Linked DNA regions of Capsicum annuum: region 2 is linked to region 1. Evidence: chromatin contacts called from public Hi-C data. All regions are on one chromosome and are shown on one strand. The core of a region is the stretch at or near the end of the contact, and the rest is flanking DNA. Distances in the headings are between cores, read along the strand shown.

Region 1 (6,274 bases), core at 2,053-4,552:
AAAAAGAATGACCTACTTTCCTTTTTAATCTGTTTAAAAAAGAATGACCCTTTTCTATTTTGACAATACTTTAATTTGAACTTTCCACTTGGCATGTTTAAGACCACAAGATTAAAGGATATTTTGGTACATTTGACATAACTTTAATTTAATACCATAAGATTCAAAAGTATTTTTTATTTTCTTAAACTCCATGCTAAGTCAAAATATGTCATTCTTTTTGAAACGGCAGAGGGAGTATTTTTTTTTTCATAAATCCCTTAAGATTGTTGTTTTTCTCGGGTTTAGTAAAATCTGTATTTTTTCAACAATAACTTCAAACACATGTTCAAATTAATATATGAACAGTCAAGCGAAGTTTAAACTCTGTATTTACAACTTTAAACTTTTAATAATAAGTTCAATCCAACTTATGAATAACCAAAATTGAAGTTCAAACTATTTTCTTAAAACAAAAAAACAAATGTTAAGAACATCAACACAAATTTAACCACCTTATGAACTATCAGGATGAAGTTTCAAGAACTTCAACAAGTTCAATAGTTGAAGAACTATCAATATGAAGTTCAAACTATTTTCTTGAAAAATAGTGAAACCAACTTTAAGAAAAAGAGATGAAATAGAAAGATTCAAGTTCACCGAATTCATGGTGTGTCCTTATGAAATTTATTCCTCTCAAGTGCCCGAGGTTATAGAATCTTTCCTCCCAGGATAAAATGAATCACTTCGATAGAATAGCGGTACCTCAAATTCTGTCAAACTACGAACGCACTCAACGACACCAAATCGCACTAGACTTTTTTCTAGAGGAGTATTTTTTCTTCAAAATTTAATGTCTATACCTGAGGAAAAATTCAGGTATTTATAACCATCAAGGTGTTGCTTCACGAAGAGAAGCAATGGTTCAGAAAGGTGCACCCCTTCATAAAGGTGTAACTCTTCCAAAAAGGTGCAAGTCTTCAAAAAAGGTGTCAGCTCTTACAAAAAGTCACAATCCATTGGAAATGTCATAACCATCCAAATCGAAAAAGTACCTATTCAAATTGCATCCTTTCTCTTGGTGTCTTTTCGAAAAAAAAAAACATCTATTCATTTTCCATTCACACCTCTTTAAAACCCAACAATGTACACAATGCACATATTTTTATCAACAAACAAGGATATATACAAACAACCAAATTGCTGAACAAGGGATCATCTCAATACCCTTTTATATATAGGCCTTAGTTAATTATCTCTCAAATAATTAAAGTATCATAGCTACAAAATCAAACTTTTACTCATTATACTACGTACCGAATCGATCAATCTTGATATATTCGATGACAATTTAGTGATGAACACCAAATTTTGCGTAAAACTCGCTAATTATACAAACCCTTGCAATATGCTTAGCCTTAACTAATCATATTCTACTTTGTTGATTAATTTCCTTTACTGCCTATTGCAGAAATGTAGGTTAAAGTTGCGTACAATAAACCCCCTGTGATTCAGCCATTCGATTTCGTACATAGCAGGAGTTTTAATGCGTCGAACTGTCTTTTTTACTTAATCAACACATGCATGCATCTCCATGCAACAGTATCTTGAGTTAGATATTTTTGAAGTTTAAATTATTGGACAACGCACTCACTAGACCAGGAAAATGGGATGGCATGGGCATGCAATATTCTCACTAGCTATGATAAAAAAGGAACAGTGTCATATGTTGTACTTCCAAGAATAAAATGTGCGTCTAATCCTAGTTGATGATATTGACACTTCATCGTTTTGTAATATCAGTTTTGACAGGTCTAGGATTATAAGAATATTTTTAAGCGTTTGGACGATTAATATTAGTTGAAGTATAGTTATTTGCCGCTTGCCAGTGTATATTCAACAATCAAAAGTCACTAAGTGCTCATTTGTATAGTCTGAAAAAAAGTGACTTTTAAAAAGTTCTTTAAAAGTGTTTTTGAAAGTGATGAACTTATTTAAAGAATAAGCAGTTACGTGTTTGGATAAAAGTGCTGAAACTGAAAAAAATTGTTGATATGTTTGGTAAATAAGTGCTGTTAAACACTTTTTTTGATCAAAATATCTGAAATATCCTTAAAGCTGTTAACCGAAATACCCTTAAAGCTATTAACAATATGTAGAGTTAATTATTATTAATTTTTATTTCTAAAATGATTCAAATTAATATATATATATATATATATATATATATATATATAATATAATATAATATTTTTATGAATGACTATTAAATTTGTGCGCTAAAAAAATCTTTAGAAAAAATTAAATAATTTAATGCTCGATATTTATTTTAAAACCTTATTAATTTAAATTCATACTCTTTCTTATCATGGATGAAATTAGAATTTTGAATTAAAAATATTTAAGATAAAAAATATTTCAATAAAAAATTGGTTTTCTTGAAAGGAAAAAACAATCAAACAAACAAATAAATAAAAAATACAGCACATAAATAGTATACATTGCCAGCAAGCTACTACATATACTTAATTTTTTTTTATATATTGAATTAAAATATTATTAATATAAAAATATTATCATTTGTCTGAATTAAAATTTTATTAAAATTAAACTATTATTAAATTTTAATATTAAATTTTTTAAAATATTATTATTAAAATTTTAAAATATTATTAGAATTTTATTAAAATATTATTAAAGTTTTTATTAAAATTAAAATATGATTAATATACAAATATTTTTTTTTATATATTGAATTAATATAAAATACTTAAAAATATTATCGTTTGTTTGAATATTATTAATTATTTTGTAAAATATTTATTGTTACAAAAAAATATAGTTTAATATAATATAAAAAACTAAATTAAAAAAAGTTAATCGTTATAAAAATTGCTATAGATCATGAATGTTATAAGTGAAAATTATAAGAGGCACAAGAGAATAATTTTGGAATAAGTGAAAATTATAAGGGATACAAAGGTCATTTACTCAGTCAACTTTCAATGAATTATAAGCTAAAAAAAAAAAGTAGGGAGTGACCAACTTATATCTTTTGGCTTGAAAAATGCCAAAATTTACTTTTTTTAAGAAATTATAAAAATTGCCAACAACTTTCAAAAGCAAAAAAATGATTTAAAAGCCATTTTGACCGACTTATAAGCTTACCCAAACAGCCAGTTGGGTATGTAACAACTAATACGTATGTCATTTTCACCAAATACCTAACTACAGAACATGTTTTGAAAAAGTCACACGGGCTAGGAACATGAGATGACTGTTCAAACGAACATATTGCTGTTGGACTACACCTAAAACAAGAAACCATTCACACAGTACTGGAGCAGGAACATGTCCCACATGAAGAAAAGTCACGTACGTAGAGACAGAAATATTAAAACTCAATTCAACGGCTTATAATAAGAAATTTTTTGTTGGAAATGAAACTTGCAATGTGCAAATTTAGTTTTTTATTTCTCAATGCGGATATAAGACGCCGAGTGAAAAAACAAAAACAAAAAAAAAAGGAGAAAAAGTTCTTTCACTAAATGCATGTGGCACATTTTGAATTTTATTTGGGCATGAGGTACAATTCGACGGAATTCAGAAATTTTAGTCCAACTTTGATATTTGTCTTAAGAGATCCATGATTCCATTTAGTATGTCGGTCAGGGCATTAACTTGAGGTCCCAGGTATATTTAGACCACTTTTGGCTCTAAATATTTTTTGAAGAACAGTACTTTTCTTCCATACCTAACACATCTGTAATGCCTCCTATAGCTATTCAATAGTATGCGTCAACTGACGTATTTGGGTTTCTTCAATTAAAAAGGTAGTTTGAGATTTCGATTTTATGGAACATATATAACTATGAATTGATAGTGAGATTCCGGTGAGAGAGAAGAGAAAGAGAGAAAGTGGAGGAAGATGAACTGGTTCGTAAAGAATGTGTAACATGATAATCATACAGAATAACCTAGCTATAAGATAGAACCAGAGCTACGATATCATGTAGAATATTATAGGATAATATTGAGTGTAAAAATACAACTCTCTATATTTTTTCTCTTCTTCACTTCATTATATATCGTGCCTTCTCTATCCAGGTTGAGCAAGAATGGACTTTAGAATATATCCTAATTATGTCAATGTTTAAACGGTAATCCTAAACTATGTAGGCTCTACAATAACATAAGGAAAATATTGCTTGGTGTTGGTAATTAAATTGTTGGGGGTGTTCTTTTTCAAAATTGTACTATTGTACAATGTACACTCTAGAAACATTTTTTGTTTTAAAAAAATTGTGCTAATTTTTCATTAAAAAAAAATAAGTACCAAGATAACTTAGGACATCAGTGCATTTTGTGTATGTATGAAGTTGATAAATCTGGCAATACCTAAAATTGTGATTCCACGATCCAGGGCACAAGCCAAGGAGGTGATCAAACCCACTTCGACTTATAAATATTACAATATATGGGGCTAAATTTTTTTTTTTTTTTAATGCATACATACTACATAGGGAAAAATTGGCAAAAAATACCTTTCTTAAAACTATTTTGTCAAAGGAACATTAAATTTCTTTTTGAATTATTTTTTAGGATTAATATGTAAAAACTGTGTAAAAGTTGAAAAAAGTAGGGCCACATGTGGGCCAAGGGACCATTGTATCATTTTTCTAACTTTATAATTTTAACATAATACACTAACACCCATCCACTTATTTCAATATAAAAAAAAAATCTTCTCTCTCCTCTTAAATTGTCTCCCAACTCCCGCTTTCAAGAACTCATCTCCCCAAATGCTATTTTCATTTTTCCTTCTTCTACAGCTGCTAAGAGCTCGTTGTTGCTTCATAAGGTTAGTTAAAATCATGTTTCGATCATTTGTAGATTCATTTAAACAGGTTCTTTGCTAATCGATTCGTAGTGGTGTAGAATTTTCTTTTTTTTCGAATTTGATTGATTAAGAAGTTTTGGTTTAGTTTTTTTTTTTTTTTAGCAAAGAAGTGTTGAATGGTAGGGTAATCGTTAGTTGAAGAGTTATTTTGACATTTTGATTCAAACAATGACCTGTTTCTATCCGTAGACCCGTGATCTATGAAATTGACTCGTGGTCTATGAAATCAGAATGTCCTAGATTGAAATCAATTTTTAGACGTATGAAATTCTTTTGAAATATGATTGCTGAAATAGTGAAAATTGAAAGATTAATAACTAATTAGTTTGATTAGGTGCACTAGTTTGATTTTTAGCAATTGTTGTGTTTTGATACTGCATATTAGATTTTGGTTCAGTTATTGATGTGTGTAGTGAACTGTTTGATGGTGGAAGAGTTATTTTAGCATTTTGATTCAAACAGTGACCTGTTTCTGTCCGTAGACCCGTGGTCTATGAAATGAGAATGCCTTAGATTGAAATCAATTTTTAGACGTATGAATTTTTTAAAAATATGATGGCTGAAATTGTAAAAATTAAAAGATTAATAGCTAATTAGTTTGATTAGGTGCACTAGTTTGATTTTAATATTGCATGTTGGATTTTGGTGGGGTATTTCTTTGTTTTTTTGAGGGGTTTTCATTTGAGCATTGACTTATTTTTGTTGATAGACTTGTGGTCTATGAATTGAAAATGAGAGATTTGTTCTGCAGGGGTAGATTGTGTTGAAAATGGATAAAAAAACCATCCATCATGAGGAAGAAAAGGAAGGTGAGAAAGAAGCAGCTATTGAAGGTGAAGAAAAAAAAGAAGTTGAGGAAGAAAAAAAAATTGAAAAAGAAGTAGCAGCTGCTGCAGATGCTGACAAAAGAAGCTGAAGATGTAATGAAAGAAATAGAAGACAAAGAAGGAGGAGAAGACAAAAAAGTTGGGTTCATGGATATCGTTGATGAAATCAACAATACCTATGCTGATGATGAGGAAAATGAAAATAAAAAGACATTTGAATGCTAATATTGTTAATGTGCTGAATGATCTGTCGGTAGGATATTTGAAACATTCTTTTATTTCATAGAATTAATATTTAATCTTTCGTATACTGATTGCATAGTCTATCATTACAATGCTGCTCGATTTTCAGTTGAGGTGTTGATTGATCGACTATGATTCTATCAAAAACAGTATTAGCATTATAGAAAAATAGAAGTATTATTATTTATTCAATATCACTACATCTATGTTACACTTTTCCAAAGAACGAATACTAGCATTATAGCACATAACATCATTTTTATGTCATTCTCCCTTTCTTCGGTCAAAATCAATTTTTGTTTTAGTTGATCCCTCTTTATTTGGG
Region 2 (6,274 bases), core at 1,475-3,974, 37 kb after region 1:
TTATTTATTGTGTCAATTCAGCTTGTATGTTTTTTTTTTTTTTTTTTGGGTCAAATATATCGATAGCTTTTTAAATTTGATATAAATTTGATTTTGATATCTTAATTAAGTATTGTGCATTTTAAATATTTGAAGTAGTGTTTTATTATATCATTTTATCACCTTTTTGATAATTAGCAGAACAAATAAGTAGAATGTAATGCACTCTTCGATGATGTGGCAAGCAACAAGTAAAATAATTGCACATCACATTTTAATTTTTTCTTTAAAAAAATTATTTTAAAATCTTTAACCCCCCCCCCCCCCCTCCTCACCCTCCCAATCTCCTTCTCCATTCTTCCTTTTTTCACAGGAATAATCCATCCAATCTAAATTTGGATGGAGCAGTGGTGGATCCAAGATTTGTGGATCGCAGATGTTTAAAAGATTTAAACACATATATTGACACCCAAAATTTTAAAATTCTGCCTGAAAAGTAAAGCACTCATCTATGTTTTTTGGCTTGTTGGGTGTTTTTCTAAATCCTATACTAATTTTTATACATTTTTTATATAATTATATCTAATCTGCATCGGATTTAACGGGTGCTGGAATACCAAAAAATTGACTATAGGTCTGCTCTTGGGGTGAAGGTAAGTTTGACGGTGATATTAAATTCAATTGCGATGCAAATAATTTTGAAGGTGAATAATAATAAAATTAATGGTGATTATGTGGCAAATTTGGTTATTATACTAGTTTTGATTTTGTTGTTGTTGTAAGATTTTGTGTAACAATCATTGAGGACTTAAAAGAAGAATTTAGGAGGAGAAGAGTTTGAAAGTGTACTTTTTTGGTGGCATTATTACGGGATGATATAATTCTTCGAAAGAATATTTTTCCGTCGTATTCTTTCATATTTCCAAAAGTTCTTTAAAATTAGTATGTTTTTATAATTCTGAAATCACTGGTGGTAGTTTAGTGAATGATGGTGATGGTAATGTTGGAAGGTGGAGTTGGTGGTGAGAGAAGAAGAGAGTAAAGAAAAATCACAAAAGAAAAAAAGCTTATCAATGGTGGAAAGAGAAAAGCAGAAGGTTAAAAAAAATTAGAAAAATCATAAAAAGAGCTCTTCACGTGCCTAAGTTTAGTGCAATACAAATAATATGCTATGTCAGCAAAAAGTGTCAAAATGAGACACTTAGACACTTATTTAAGTGCTTAAAATGAACAATTACAGATTGAGATATCAAAATAAAAATTCGTGATAAATTTAAATGTTGACAATATATTTACCTTTTTTTTCCAGAAGATTTTACATCATCAAAAGTACCTCTAAACTTTAAATGCAGTTTTATGTGGGCCTTTTTTATCCCAAGCTACATCTTGAAATACATAACAAAGAACAAAGGATATTTTATTCAAAATCTACAAAAATGAGGTCGTTGTTGAAATCGTGATAGATTGACAATAAATCTTGAATCTAACTAAACTTCAACAAATATTATTATAATCTCCCTAAATATGTAGATTTAATTATGAATGGATGGACTAGAATCGAAGCTCCAAATGATTCAATTTGGATTCAAAAGCAAAACCTTTGGCGATTCTTATAGACCTAATTCATTGAAATTATATCCAATAAAATAGAAAGAACTATAAATCTCCAAACAACATATCTCTTGACCAATGTGAAATTTACCACTCTACCATACGTTCAGGAGCGTGAATAATATAACATGGGAGCTTAACATTGAGAAACACAACAATAGGAAATGACTGGTCTATTATGCTTTTACTCAATTCGAGAAGGTTCACTTGACCTTAAGCCTAATTCAGCTCCAAAAAGCTAGCTCATGAGATGAGAATTAACCAATTCCAATAACGGAGATCATAACTCTTTCCTCAACCAATATATGACTTAACCCTGAACTGCAATCTTGGGTGTTATCTTCAATGTCCTCAGCGTAGCAACGCTCGAGTTGTTTGTTGGAATGGTAAGGTCTAGTGACTTTTTACAATGAGCAACAGCAGCCTCAATTGAACCTTCAGTCTCTGAAGTGAAACTTCTGCTCCTCTTGTGGAAATTCAACTCATAATCAGAGTTGAAGGAGGAATCAGATGATGATACAGAGCCACCAGTTGAAGAAGAATTAGTTGAAGAGGAAGATAAATAGTCTGTTGGAGAATGCCACTTATTGGTATTTCTTGTTCTGGAAAATTTCATGTTCTTACTAGAATAACTGTTATCATTTGTGCAAGAAGATTTGGTGAACAAAGATTTGAGAAATGCCTTTGAGGCTTTCAACTTATGGCTAATTAAAGAATGTTTACACAATTTCTTGGGACTAATATTATGGCTACTAGTGGTGAGTTCTGTATTGGACCATTCAAAGGAGTTCTGATCATTTGGATTGAGTTCAAAACTCAACTTGCAAGATTGTGATGGGGAACCGATTGGGGTGATCAACAAGTTTATGCAAAAGCTTTCTTCTAAATCTTCTTCTTCAAAGAGTTGAAGTAGTTTTTGGTGAAGAGGAAGGAGCTTGCCAGCAGGGGAAGTTGTGGATTCTTTGTTATTGGTAATTGAGGCTATTTGAAAAGAAGAATTAGGAGATGATGAAAAGTAAGAGTAAGAGCTCACTTCAATGTCTATGTAGTCTTCTTCATCTGAATGGTCCATAGACAATGGAAGAGGATTGTTGGTCATTTGCCCCGGGGGAGGGGGAGATGGTACTCTATCCATGTGTGTATTGTTGAAGTGCTTATGGAGGGGAGTTGAGCTTGGTGAAGGGTGAAGGAACTTTGAAGTTTAGACGGTGTCAAGAGAGAATTATATAGATATTGGGTGAAAATTATTGTCACCCGCAACTTTGTGTTAAAAACTATTTAAGTTTTATGCATTGTTAGTGTACAAAATATTCTACATTATTGGATAAACTTAATCTGCTATTACAGATTAAACTAATCTTTCCATTTAACTTTGAATAATAGACATTTTCCCTCTCTTGTGTCAGTTAACTTTGGCTAAGTATTATGCTAAGACAAACAACTAAAAACTATGGTTGTACTAAAAGTTATTAATTTTATGACATATAATGATATTTAGATTGTAAGATGGATGAAATTTGTGTGATGTAAAATTGTTTGTATTGCTCAGACTTTCAGCTTAGATCCAAAATAATGTGATCATATTCAGAAAGGGAGAAGTAGCGAACCTCCCCAAGCTTGAGTGTCAACATGCTTGCAGGTGCTAATTATTTCAATGCAAACATTAGGTGTACTTCCCATTTTTAAGAAATTCAAAATTTTATAGTACTTTATTTCCATTTAAAAAAAAAACTCATGAAAAGTCTACTTTTTCTACTAATACTACTTGGTGGGTGTTTGAATTGACTTATTTTTAATTATTTTTAATTTTTAAGCACTTTTTATTTTTGAAGTTGTTTAACAAAGACAAAAAAATATTTGTAACTACTTTACTTTAAATTTTAAAAAATAATTAAAAAAGTCAAACACCAAACACTCCTTTAATTTTTTTGACTATTAGCTTTTTAAGTCGCTTAAAAAACTCATCCAAACATCTTTTTTTTTTTTTTTTAAAAACCATAATTATATAATGTTAGAAAAGAGGTCCCTTCAACTTTTCAATAAATTTTATTTAAATATTTGAATTATAATTTTTTATAAGTTAAACACCTAGACACATAATAAAGTGTTCCTATTGATTGGACTTTTTAGTTTAAATTTTGAAAAATATTTTGTGCGTACTTTCTAATGTCTATTAAGTTGTTAAGTTAAAAATATAAAATATATCACTTTCTTTAATTATATATATTAACCTCACTGAGTCATAAGATTTCAGTTGTATTTCTATTGAGGTTAAACAACAATAAAACATGCTTAGTGAGATTCCACAAATGTACACAAATCTTATCATTACCTTATTGAAGTAGAGAGGTTGTTTCTGAAAGATCCTCGCACAAATTCTTTCAGTTGATGTCGATGTATATGATTAAATGAGATGATATATTTTATGTTTTTAATTTAACTATTTAATCGACGTTTCAAAACACACACAAAAATTTTAAAGTTTTGAATAAAAATCTTTACTAGAATACTTTTGTCATGTGTTCAATTAGAACATTCAAACATTTAAATTTCAGAAATAGCTAACATTTAGCCAATAATTAAGACATCATAACTAAAATTTGCCTAATTACAGGTCGTAGCTACAATTTAGTAGCTAAATATACATATACAAATTTTGTTACGAAATTTTCTTTGTATACAAATACAAACCGTTATAGATTTGTATATGAGCCTCAAAATTTGCTTTGTATACAAATACAAATGTATATGAGCTCTAAAAATAGAGAGATCCAAATTAAAGATTTATAGATGAATCCGAATTATACAAACACACAAAAAAAATATATTTAGCTATTTAATTTAAATCTTAATGTAAATAATAATTATGTTAAATATTAGCTATGCCTAATAATTATAATTTGATATTTTCTGCTCATATAATTTTTTATAAAATTTTACTAATCAGTTTAAAAGTTTGTCGATGTATTAAGAAGGAAAAAGAGGATATTTTTAGAGGATATATGAATGGAAGCTAGGCAGATTACTCCAAAAAGGAGAGAAAAGTGTATAAAAAGCAAAACCATTGGGCCCATTTCGACTGGAACAAACATTTTTCTGCTGAGTTGTAAAGGTGGAAATTACATCTAGAATTTTTATCTATTAAAGCATGTGGTCTTAAATTTTTTTTGTTCCTCTAAATAAGTAAATAAGTTGTAACGATCTATTTCGTTGTTACTAAATTATTCATAAAAAAATTTTAATTTTCATTCCTAATATTAATTTGTGTCCAAAATAATCAATATTTTATTTATTAAGTCAGCTCAAATTTTTCGATGAAAATTTTAGCCTTCGAATGTGTCTAAATAGACTCAAGCTCGATGAATTTAATTATTCATAAGTGATAATATCAATACTTTAGTTTGAAAGTTCCTTTGGTATGAATTAAGGTCGTACAATATCCCTAACACCAAGTTACGTATAAAACTTTCTAACCGATACAGTTTCGATATAGGTTTCTATTAGGTCAATTTCAAACGATCATATCTCGTAGAATATAAGCATTTAGGGGGTATCAATACCTACCAAATCAAAGATATCTGAGTCCTCTTTCCAATGCAACAAACCGTTCCTCGATCCGAATTCGGAGCAAAAAGTTATGACTGTTTTACTGAGCACTGTTCGGGTTGAAATGAAATTTTGCTGTAGCGAAAATTCTGATGTTATTTAAATCAGCTTCAACCGTATTTTAAGTCTAAAAACCTCAAATTTCATTCTCCAACCCTAGAGGTGATTTCCTAAGGCTTAAGGTGAAATTCCTTGGTTGAGGTAAGTTTTTCCGTTATTTTTCTTCGTCATTTCTTTAACGTCTTAGAATCCCTAGAAAGACCTTTAATGGTGAAATTCTTTTGGGAAATACTCATGGGTGTTTTTAATATGACCTAGAGTTGATTCTAAATTATAAATTAAAGATTCTTAACATGAATTTCATAAACTTAGATTATGAATTTTGATGGTTAGGAACCTTGAATTCCGTAAAGATGAGAACTTTAGCATAAAAACTTCATTAATGGAGATGAGTTAATCTTGAAAGAGCTAATTAATGGTTAACTGACATTGGGGAATGATATAGACCTTGATGTAAGGATAGAACTAGCGAGTTTGAATCCCCAAGATATTTGTTTGAAGAGTAATTATTTAATTACTCTTATTATTGCTTGATTTTTAGATGTTTGATTATTCCAAGGCATGAAGAAAAAGAAATAACATTCTTATTGCGGCTTGCTTCATTCAAAAGCTTGGCGTCCAGGTATGCTAGGTTTAATGAGTAGAAGATTGTGTTATTTTATATTTTCTTCATTTAAAATTGATGGGAGAAAGCATGTCTAGCCTGCGGGCATGGAGTTGTGGTGGATAAAGACATGAGTACTTAACTTTAATCCCAAAAATTATATTATTGATTGATTATGTGATTTTTATGATATTATTTGTTATGTGCATGAAAGGAGATTGTTGTAAATGTAATATATGAACATGATATTTTTTTTAGTTGTTCTAGTGATGAATCTAGTTGATTTGTAATGGTATTAAGTTGTATGTATTGGGCAATAATATGATGAGAAGAATTATGCTAAGATCGAATATTGATGAACATAGTAATATCTAAGGGATAGATGACTTGAATTAGTGTGGTGATTGCATTATG

Evidence for each region. Hi-C and Micro-C count contacts between places; a contact is called where the count stands out from the background.
Region 2: a Hi-C map of bud shows a contact between it and region 1, with 1.9 times the contacts expected there. The contact joins the promoter of LOC107844457 here to the enhancer-like site in region 1. A contact is called at or near these places in 2 of 5 Hi-C or Micro-C datasets (bud and pericarp).

The regions. Positions count from the first base shown.
Region 1 is chr10:177,721,744-177,728,017 of UCD10Xv1.1, forward strand. No RefSeq gene overlaps it. Among protein-coding and RNA genes, the nearest start is that of LOC124887839, 20 kb to the right of the region's middle. Within about 2 kb of position 3,303, at least 2 of the 5 cell types and tissues checked have an H3K27ac peak or open chromatin away from gene starts, as enhancers often do. A contact at or near this core is called in bud and pericarp, where this site is marked.
Region 2 is chr10:177,759,431-177,765,704 of UCD10Xv1.1, forward strand. LOC107844457 (probable membrane-associated kinase regulator 4) reads right to left here and starts at 2,725. Exons shown (of 1, transcript XM_016688869.1): 1 at 1,901-2,725. The coding sequence starts at 2,725. The coding sequence ends at 1,901.